2 separate regions of the Sus scrofa genome follow, and region 2 is linked to region 1. The links are chromatin contacts, called in public HiChIP or PLAC-seq maps. All regions are on one chromosome and are shown on one strand. The core of a region is the stretch at or near the end of the contact, and the rest is flanking DNA. Distances in the headings are between cores, read along the strand shown. Region 1 overlaps IFNAR2 (interferon alpha and beta receptor subunit 2). Region 2 has its middle 38 kb from the start of IFNGR2.

Evidence for each region. HiChIP or PLAC-seq counts read pairs in DNA pulled down with a chosen protein or histone mark.
Region 2: a contact with region 1 is called in an H3K27ac HiChIP or PLAC-seq map of alveolar macrophages. The contact joins two enhancer-like sites. A contact is called at or near these places in 1 of 5 promoter capture datasets (liver), 17 of 47 Hi-C or Micro-C datasets (blood, embryonic fibroblasts, epiblast stem cells and 9 more) and 1 of 2 datasets of contacts at active chromatin or transcription factors (alveolar macrophages).

What each region holds. Positions count from the first base shown.
Region 1 is chr13:196,785,217-196,790,468 of Sscrofa11.1, reverse strand. The region is part of intron 1 of IFNAR2 (interferon alpha and beta receptor subunit 2); the gene reads right to left. The region is part of intron 4 of LOC110256370 (40S ribosomal protein S2-like); the gene reads left to right. Among named protein-coding and RNA genes, the nearest start is that of IFNAR2, 22 kb to the right of the region's middle. Within about 2 kb of position 1,503, at least 14 of the 83 cell types and tissues checked have an H3K27ac peak or open chromatin away from gene starts, as enhancers often do. A contact at or near this core is called in alveolar macrophages, where this site is marked.
Region 2 is chr13:197,042,939-197,048,158 of Sscrofa11.1, reverse strand. No RefSeq gene overlaps it. Among named protein-coding and RNA genes, the nearest start is that of IFNGR2, 38 kb to the right of the region's middle. Within about 2 kb of position 2,343, at least 5 of the 83 cell types and tissues checked have an H3K27ac peak or open chromatin away from gene starts, as enhancers often do. A contact at or near this core is called in alveolar macrophages, where this site is marked.

The DNA.
Region 1 (5,252 bases), core at 254-2,753:
AAGTACAGAGAGTTCTCATTTTATGCCTCCCTTCAGTTTTCTAGTAACATCTTTTTTTTTTTTTTTTTCCTGTCTTTTTGCCTCTGCTAGGGCCGAACCTGTGGCATATGGAGGTTCCCAGGGTAGAGGTCTAATTGGAGCTGTAGCTGCCAAGACTACGCCAGAGCCACAGCAACGCAGCATCCGAACTGCGTCTGCAACCTACACCACAGCTCAGGGCAACACCGGATCCTTAACCCACTGAGCAAGGCCAGGGATCGAATCCGCAACCTCATGGTTCTTAGTCAGACTCATTAACCACTGAGCCACGATGGGAACTCCTCTAGTAACTTCTTGTAATCATGTGGTACATTTGTTACCATTGGTGAGCCAGTGTTGTTACATTATTATTAACCAAAGTCCCAGTTTACACTAGGGTTCGCTTGTGTGGGTTACATTCTATGAGTTTTGACCAATGTTATGTATTCACCTTTATAGCATCATGCAGAGTAATTTCTAAAAATGCCCTGTGCTCCATCTGTTTGCTCCTTATTTTTCTCTTCCCTTCCTGGCAACCACTGATTTTTTATTTTTATTTTTTTAATGAATGAATTAATTAATTTATCTTATCATCTCCACAGTTTTTCTTTTTTTGGCGTGACATATAGTTGGACCCATACAGTACATAGCCTTTTCAGATTGGCTTCTTTCACTTCGCAATATGCATTTAAGCTTTCTCCATGTCTTTTGTGGCTTGATAGTGCCTTTCTTCTTCATGCTGAGGAATATTCCATTGTATGGGTATACCGCAAATTGTTTATCCATTCACCCATTGAAAAATGTCTTGGTTGCTTCCAAGGTTTGGCAATTATGAATAAAGCTGCTACAAACATCCTCATGCAGGGTTTTTTTTTTTTTTTTTTTTTTTTTGGTGAATGTGTTTTCAACTCATGGGTAGATATCAAAGAGTGTGATTGTTGGATCATATTTTAAGTGTCATGTTTAGTTTTGTAAGAAATCACCCAATAGCCTTCCCAAGTGGCCACACCATTTTTCATTCCCGTCAGCAATGAGGGAGGGTCCTCCCTTCTCTCCATCCTTACCAGCATTTGGTGCTATCAGCATTTTGAATTTTAGCCATTCTAGGTGGTGGCATGTATCTTGTTGGTTGAAGGGGTGGGTATTTCTAAGATGGGTGATTGTCAGGTAGGTCATAGTCTACTGAGATTGTTCTATAGCAAGAGAGAAATTGATAAGTGGGGAAGAGAGGAGATAAAGGCGTGAATGAAAGTGTTGAGATGGGGCAGGGGGATTCAGCCACACTGTAGGGGCTGGTCTTAGGTAGAAAGGAAATTTGTCCTTTGTAGCAGGGGAAAGGAAGGCAGAAAGAGGGGGTGGATTTGAAGGCAAGGAAAGAGACTCTCTGACAACTTCTGCTTTTTGCAGGAAGTATGTGACAAAGTCATCTGCTGAAAATGATGTGTGTGGGCAGGATCGTGAAAGAGGTTCATAGAGAAAGAGTTTCTAAATGTGGAATACTCTTGTGTGTCATGATGAGAGGTGACCCAGTGTAGAGATTTCTCAAGACTGCAGAGAGTACTGGTGTGGGTTCGATTCTTCTTTTCTTAAAATCCACAGCCCTACATCTCTCTACTCTCCTGCGGTCAGGAAGGCAGGAATGGTTAGTGGAAAAATGCCAAATTAGGAATCAAGGAACTGGATCTGGTCTCAACTCTGGCATGAGATGACCTCTCATGGGTCAAGTTTATTGCCGAGGTCAAGTACTTAGCTCTAACTTCCTCTTGGTGGCACCAGGCTGAGATTCTCAAGGCTGTGCCTGGCATAGCCCCTGAGCTCTCCCTCTGACTCGCAGTGTGTGAGAATATGGGAGTCAGTTCCTCCCTGGACCAAGAAATCCCAATCCATCGTTTGACAATATTTAGCCTCTCTCTTTGCACAGCTGCCGTCTTTGCCCAGGCAGGTGGAGGAAATGGAGCAAGCAACGGGCTGCTTCTTTGCACTCAGCTGCAAGCTGTCACTATTAATAGTTCAGGGCATTGCAGCCTTGGCATCTATGGCCCCTTGGGATAGGCAAACAGAAGCCCATCTCCATCACCTGAGCCTCAGCCCAGGAACTAAGCCACATGCACATGACTCTCTTTTCTCACCTCTGATTCTCAGAATTACTCATTTCCTTCCTTTTTCACCCTGTTTTTAAGCCAACATCACCCTTGAGGGCTTGTTTCTACCCATACTCGTACCCCTACGACTTCTTGGGTGTTAGGCACCAGGGATCTGCGGCCACTGCAGTTGAAGAGAGCTAAGATCCTACCCCAAGCATGCTTGAGAAATGGGTGCCACCAGGGCTTGAAAGGAAAGAAAACAGAAACAAAACAAAAATGAGAGGATCTGAGACAGCTTTCTCTTCTAGAACATGCTAATAGACCATGTGACTCCTAAAGTCTTTTGAGACTTTGTATTGTGGCAATGAATTAATTGTGCATACTCATGAATATATATCATCCAGTGAGTTAGGACATAAATACAGATCAATTAAAAAAAAACCCTCAACTGCATTGTCTTCTCATGGACCCCAAGTCTCCCAATGGCCCATGGCCATCTGTAGGGAGAACTCTGTGCGTGGGAAGCTGATGGATTCCCAAAAGACCATGCTTTTCTAGGGGAGTAGCCCAAGAAGGCAGGTAGTTCGTCTGAGGCTGCCAAGGGCAGATCAAGGTGCCTGGACTCAATCCTAGGTCTTGGTGCGTCATGGGGAAACAGGAGTATCTTTGGGGGACACTTCTTATTTGGGGAATTTGGTCAGTGTCTGCAGAGAGAAAGCTGTGAGAAACTCCAAGACAAACGCCTTGAGCCCTCTGGATGGGTTTAGTGCTCCCGAAGTGCTCCCCAGGAGCCAAAGTGATCAGCGCCTGGATCTTGGACTTGTAGCCTCTAGAGCCATGAGAAATAAACAATTAATATTTAAGCCACTTGATCAATGGTGTTTTGTTAGAGCAGCCTGAGCAGACTTAGACAGTATATGGTTTTAATATAATTGAATGTTAACTGCTGTGTACATTGAGAGAAGAGTCATACTTTGTTTCGTTCAGAGATGTACTTACATTTTGGGAGTTTTCCAGGGTGATGAGTTTGCCCTGCAGAAATCAGTGACTCACTTTTTGGTGCTATCTAGAACCCTACTGCTTCTCCTGCCCTAGAAAGAACACACTTTTCAATTCCGTAATGGGATCTTTCATTTAAAAGCTATTTTTTTTCTTCTTCATTTTTAACTAGACTTCAGGTACACAGAAGAGGAGTAATCAACCATAATCCTGAGTTCTTGATGTTCTCTCATCACTGGTCCATATTGATCCTGCCCAAATTACTTACTTACTTACTTAATTAATTATTTTTAGAGCTGTATCTGTGGCATATGGGGCTAGGAGTTCCCTGACTAGGGGTCAAACTGGAGCTGCAGCTGCCAGCCTATGCCACAGCCACAGCAATGCCAGATCTAAGCCATGTCTGTGACCTACCCCACAGCTCATAGCAACACTGGGTCCTTAACCCACTGAGCCACAAGGGAATGCGATTTCTAGATTTTTGCTGTTGAAAGCCACCCTGCTATACACATTCCTGTATATTTTGCTGGTTTTACAAGTGCAAGAGCTTCAAGTATGTTTCTGGAAGTGAAACTGCCAAGTCATTAGGTATGTGACTTTTTCACTTTAGGAGGACACACCAAAAGTTTTTCCCAATGCTCTTACATAAGTTTATAGTCCCATCAGCAAATATGCACATACCTTTGTTTATATTGGCTTCTATCTCAGTTACATGTGGCTAGACGGTCTGGTGTGTGTTTTATCTACTCTTTGAAATTTGTTCAGTGTTTCTCTGTGACTGCATTTTTGCAAATGTTTCATATGTGCTTTCAAATGTGTTCTTTGGGAGTTCCTGTCATGGCTCAATGGTTAACAAACCTGACTAAATGAAGTTCCCAGACCAGGGATCAAACCTGAGCCACAGCAGTGACAACCTTGTTTTCTCAGCTGCTAGGCCACCAGGGAACTCCTCCAGTTTTTTTTTCTTGTAATTAATTGCTCATTGCATACTATTGCTGTTGGGAAAGATACCTTTTATGGAGTTCCCATACTGGCTCACTAGGTTAAGGACCTGACATTATTTCTTTGAGGATGTGGGTTCAATCCCTGGCCTCGCTCGGTGGGTTAAGGATCTGGCAGTGCTACAAGCTGTGGTGTGGTTTGCGGACGCAACTTGAATCCGGTGTTGCCATAGCTGTGGCATAGGCCTGCAGCTGCTGCTCCCATTCGACCCCTATCCTGAGAACTTCCACATGCTGTAGGTGCAGCCGTAAAAAGAAAGAAAGAAAAGAAAAGATATTTGATAAGATTTCCTTTCCCACTGTTTTTCTTAATGCCTATTATAGGTTTTTGCTTTGGGGTTACCATGAGGGTCACATATAACAGCCTGTATATATAGCAGTCTATTTTAAGTTGATAGCAGGCTAAGTTTGAATTAATTCTGAAACCCTATGGTTTTACTCCTCCCATCCCACCGTTTCATGGTTTCCATATCACATTTTACATCTTTTGATTTTGTGTATCCCTGAACAAGTTATTATAGTAAGAGTTATTTTTACTACTTTTGGCTTTTCATACGAGTTTTATAAGTGAGTAATCCACTACCTTTACTATATATTTACCTTTACCATTGCGAGTTTTACTTTCATATTTTCTCCTTACTAATTAGTACCCTTTCTTTTCAGCTGCTGGTTTAGTGGTGAATAACTCCTTTAGCTTTGGTTTGGAAAACTCTGTCTCTCATTCAGTTTTGAATAATAGCCTTGCTGGGAAGAGCAGCCTTGGTTGGGAGTTTATTTTTTTGTCCTTTTAGTGCTTTGAAGATGTCATGCAGCTTCCTTCTGGCCTGCAAAGTTTTGGCTGAGAAATCTGCTAATAGGCTTATAGGGGTTCCCGTGTATGTGACAAGTTGTTTTTCTCTTGCTGCTTTTAAGATTCTCTCTTTAATATTTGACTTTTTAATTATATTGTGTTTTGGTGTGGTTCTCCTTAGATTTCTCTTCTCTGGAACTCTGGGTTTCCTGAATCTAGATGTCTTATTTTTTCCGCATGTTGGGAAAGTTTTCAGTCATTACGTTTTTGTGTTTTTGTTCAAATAAGTTCTCTGCCCTTTTTTCTTTCTCTTCTGCTTCTAGACCCCTATAATGTAAATGCTATTGTTCCCCATATGTT
Region 2 (5,220 bases), core at 1,094-3,593, 260 kb before region 1:
TTATGCTCAGATTTGTGAGATGCTAGCGTGAAAGCTAATGAAGGCATCCAGAAGGCGGACTGAGAAGAGTGGCTGTTTCTGTTTTTGACTCTGCCCTGAATTTTTAAAATTGTGAGCAAATCACTTAATTTCCCTCTTTGTTTCCTCATTTAAGAAAGAGATAATGTTAGCACCCACTCTTTTATTTTTTTTTGCTTTTTTCTTAAGGCTGTACCCAAGGTATGTGGAAGTTCCTAGGCTAGGGGTCGAATCAGAGCTGCAGCTGCCCTGCTGGCCTATACCACAGCCACAGCAATGCTGGATCCGAGCCGCGTCTGTGACCCACACCACAGCTCACGGCAATTCTGGATCCTTAACCCACTGAGCGAGTCAGGGGTTGAACCTGCGTCCTCATGGATACTAGTGGGATTTATTTCCAATGCACCACAGGAACTCCCAGCACCCACTCTTATCAGACATTATGAGTTAGAATATAGTCCTGTAATCATTTAAAAATACATTTTATTCCTTTAAGATAAATATCTCCCTTTTACACAGGTGTGGTGGCTGTTGAATCTTGAGTGTCTTTTGGTGTTACTTTGTATATAGACCAATACTGCCAGAGCATTCTGTTTTATTAATTGTACTGTTTCTAAGATCCTTGTTGTATATACTTTGTATTGTTGCTGCAGAGGCTAGATTTTTCCATGATATAAACTTTTGACATGTATCAGCCTAATACATGTCTTCAGTAGCAAGGCCTGAAGACTGGAAGATCAGTGCCATATAATATTTGCTACTTGAGCAAGAACCCCAGGAGTGTTTGACACAGATGCACCAAATTCAGGTTCTTCATATTTTTCCATGATGGGAAGGTTTTCAATCATAATGTCAATTCTGGACCCTTTTTCTTTTTCTGTCGCTCCATTTTTAATTACTTCATATCAAATAATCTCTGCTAATCTTATAAATATATCCCATTTTTTTTTTCCCCTTCCTCTACTCTCCTGTCATCACACTCTCATTTTGGTTGTTTCAATTTTGTTAAAGCTTGGGGCTACTTTCAGAATTTTTTTTTTTTGTCTTTTTAGGGCCACACCCATGGCCTATGGAAGTTCCCAGGCTAGGGTTCCAATCGGAGCTGCAGCTGCCAGCCTCTGCCACAGCCAGAGCAATGCAGGATCCGAGCTCTGTCTATCACCTACACCGCAGCTCACCACAATGCTGGATCCTTAATTCACTGAACGAGGCCAGGGATCAAACACCTGTCCTCATGGATACTAGTCGGATTTGTTTCTGTTGAGCCACAACTACTTTTAGACATTTTAATCTCATATAACAACCTGTTAAATCATGAGGGAGAAATATCTGATGCTAATTTTGTTCTACTCTAAACAATTAGTCACATTTGTTTTTAACAGACTGTGCTGTTATTTCTGAGCTCGCTCTCCTCTGTATCATCTGTTCAGACTGGAAGGATTAAAGTAGAAATGATTTGAAGTAGAAATTATATATTTTAGTTACTTTGTTGATCATTTTTCTCTTTTTTTGGGGGGGGGTGTCTTTTTAGGGCCAAACCTGTGGCATATGGAGGTTCCCAGGCTAAGGGTCCAAACGGAGCTGTAGCCACCAGCCTGCACCACAGCTCACAGCAACGCTGGATCCTTAACCCACTGAGCGAGGCCAGGGATTGAACTTACAACCCCATGTTCCTAGTCGGATTTGTTTCTGCAGCGCCATGACGGGAACTCCTAAATACAGTCAATTCTTATTGTTCACGAGAGGCAGGTTCTATAAAGCCTCCCCAACACTGAATTATCAAATTTTGAATCATTGCTGGGGGCGGAGGAGATGCTGTGTTAGTTGAGCTTTTGGCCACAACGTTCTCCTGAGCCATCATTACGTAATCTTGCTTCATGTGTGTTTCTGTTTAAAAACATCTTATTTAATATTGTTGGTTCATGGACCTTGAGCTCAAAGCAGCGCTGTTAACTTATACCTGAAGGAAACTTCTGATTCGAGCATTTTTTCCCCATAAATCCCATCCCAGTCTTGGGGGCTCTGTCTATCACCTACACCGCAGTTTTATACAGTGGAGTCAGTAACAGACACATAAATGTAAAAATGTGGCACAAAATAGGCCATGTGCGAGTTCTTTTGTGGCACAGTGCGTTAAGGATCTGGCCTTGACACTGCATCAGCTTGGGTTGCTGCTGCGGCGCAGGTTTGATCCTTGGCCAGGGAACTTCCGCGTGCAGCAATAAAGAAAAAAAAAGCCATGAAAAGGACACTTATTACAACATGAGGGCAAAAACAAGGCAGAGCTTTGCATTGTCCCGCCTCTGCTGGGAAATTGCAGGTCAGGTGGCTCCGATGACTTACCAGTCTACCCATGTCCCAGATGACCAGGAAGTGCCATGAGTATTGATTCGGGAGTTATAAATAAACATTTTAGCAAGTGAAGGAACTTCACATGCTGAAGGTCAACCGCAGTTTGTGAAGAACTCTGACCTGCTTTTAGCACAGAGTTATTTTTTCATCATCATCCCGTCGTGGTCCATCATTTCTGTCCTCCCTCGATACCACCAGCCAGACCTTCCTGATGTTGGGTCCTGTAACATCATGTCATTTTTCTGGTCAACCCCGATCACTAACACATACTGAGAACTTTCTGTGTCCTGTGCATTGTTTAATCTCACTCTCACAGTTGGAGGTGGGAGCTTTTTTTTTTGACCACTCTTTCGGCCAGGAATCAAACCTGCGCCATAGCGGTGACAACGCCACATCTTTAACCTGCTAGGCCACCAGGGAACTGCAGAGATAGGAACTTCTATCTGGAAGTGGCTCACCCAGGGATCACGGACCCTTTCTTCCTGAGTGTGAAGCCTTGCTCCCCTCTTAGCCAGCATGTCCCAAGCTGCCCTAGAAAAAACCTTGGGAGACCCTGGGCTGAACTAGGTTAAAACTTTTTTTTTTTTTTCCTGTGAAGTTTTTTCTTAGTGCTTTTTATAAAATAGATCTTGTATGTTTTTAGGAAGGAAATATCAATACTGGTGTTTTCCATCTTTGAGTCTTGGGAATTTATCTCCTGGGAAATATTAGGAAATAAAATTTGGAGAAATTGTTGCTTTAGTGACTTCAGAAAAATGGATAGAAGAGAATTAACAAAAGGAGTGGGAAACAGGTGTGGATGTTGTGACCTTGGGAAAAGCTTAACATGGGGAATGGGAAAATGGGAATGGTGACGACAGAGGGGAGGAGGAGTATTTCCAGCTGCAATGTTACTGGAAGTTTCTGGCTTTGGAGCGGGATTCTTTTTTTTTTTTTTTTTTTTGGCTTCTTAGGGCCCCACCTGTGACATATGGTGGTTCCCAGGCTAGAGGTCCAATCAGAGCTACAGCTGCTGGCCTACACCACAGCCACAGCAGTACAGGATCTGAGCTGTGTCTGCAATCTACACCACAGCTCACGGCAATGCCAGATTGAGCCAGGCCCAACCCACTGAGCCAGGCCAGGGATTGAACCTGCGTCTTCCTGGATCCTAGTCGGGTTTGTTAACCACTGAGCCACAAAGGGAACTCCCTGGAGGTGGGATTCTTGAGGGATTATAAATTTGTGTTTAGGTCAGTTTATTTTTTCCCTTATTCTGTCACTGCCACTTATTAGCTGTGTGACTCTGGGGCTGTTTGTGTGTAAGTATGGTTTGAGAACTCCCTTGAAGAAATGCCTCGTAGTACCTGGAAGCAGCAAGTGATCAATAAAGCTGGGCCCTTCTTTCCCTGGTGGCTTTGCCTGAAGGGGTTTTTCCTTCATCATTTAATGGCTTTTAAGCTTTTTGTCACAAGGTGGCGTGCCTCCTTAAAAAAAGAGTCTGGAGTCAGTTTTTGTTTTGTCTTCCAGTGCTTATATTCTATAGCAGATTTAACACAGCTTAAGTCATTTTACATGGGATTTTTAGATGATAACATGTCTCTTCAACTCTTTAAGTTTTAGCAAATAAAAAATATTTTTATTTTTTTCTGTTGTAGTTGAGTTACAATGTTCTGTCAATTTCTGCTGGACAGCAAAGTGACCCAGCTGTACATATATATATACACACATTCTTTTTCTTACCTTATCCTCCGTCCTGTTCCATCACAAGTGACTAGGTACAGTTCCCTGTACTATACGGCAGATCTCAATGCTTATTCACTGCAAATGATCACCAGATTTCGGATTTGAGAACACCCTCTCCAGGTGCCAAAAGGGGGATTCAGTGTGATGCTAAATGTATTTACCTTCTGTTATGAAAGTTGTGTATTGAGAGAGAGGTTAACTTTTTATTTGGAAATAAATTCAGGCTTACAGGAAATTTACAAAAATAAGGTCAAAGAGGAGTTCCTGTCGTGGTGCAGTGGAAACGAATCCGACTAGGAACCATGAGGTTGTGGGTTTGATCCCTCGCCTCGCTCAGTGGATTAAGGATCTGGTGTGGCCGTGAGCTATGGTGTAGGTTGCAGACACGGCTCGGATTTGGCATTGCTGTGGCTTTGGCATAGGCCAGAAGCTACAGCTCAGATTAGACCCTAATTCCTGTACAACCTTTAGATTCCCCAAATGTTAACATTTTGCTACGTTTGCTTTAGTCAGTTTTTTTTCTGAGACATTTCACAATATGCTGCAGACGAGATGCCTCTATACCCTTGAATACTTTTGTGTATATTTCCCCAAATCACAGCTGCTGCATCACACCAAAATCAGGAAGTTAACATTGATACGATATTAAGCACTTCATTCAAATTTTGCCAAATGCCCCACTAATGTCCTTTTTTTTTTTTTTTTTTTTTGGCTGTGCCACCTGCAGGTGAAAGTTCCCGGGGCCAGGGATTGAACACCTGCCGCAGTGTTCAGTGACACACCAGATCCTTAACTTGCTGCCACAAGGGAACTGCCTAATGTGCTTTTCATAGTAAAGAAAAATACTGTTTTTCTCTTCCAGAATCCAGTCCCTGATCACACATTGCATTTAGTGTTCATGCCCTTTACTCTGTCTTTTTTTTTTTTTTTTTTTTTTTTTGTCTTTTTAGGGCCACACCCATGGAATATGGAGGTTCCCAGGCTAGGGGTTTAATTGGAGCTACGGCTGCCAGCCTACAGCACAGCCACAGCAGCACCAAATCTGAGCCATATCTGTGACCTATACCACAGCTCACGGCAACGCTGGATCCTTAACCCACTGAGTGAGGCCAGGGATCGAACCTG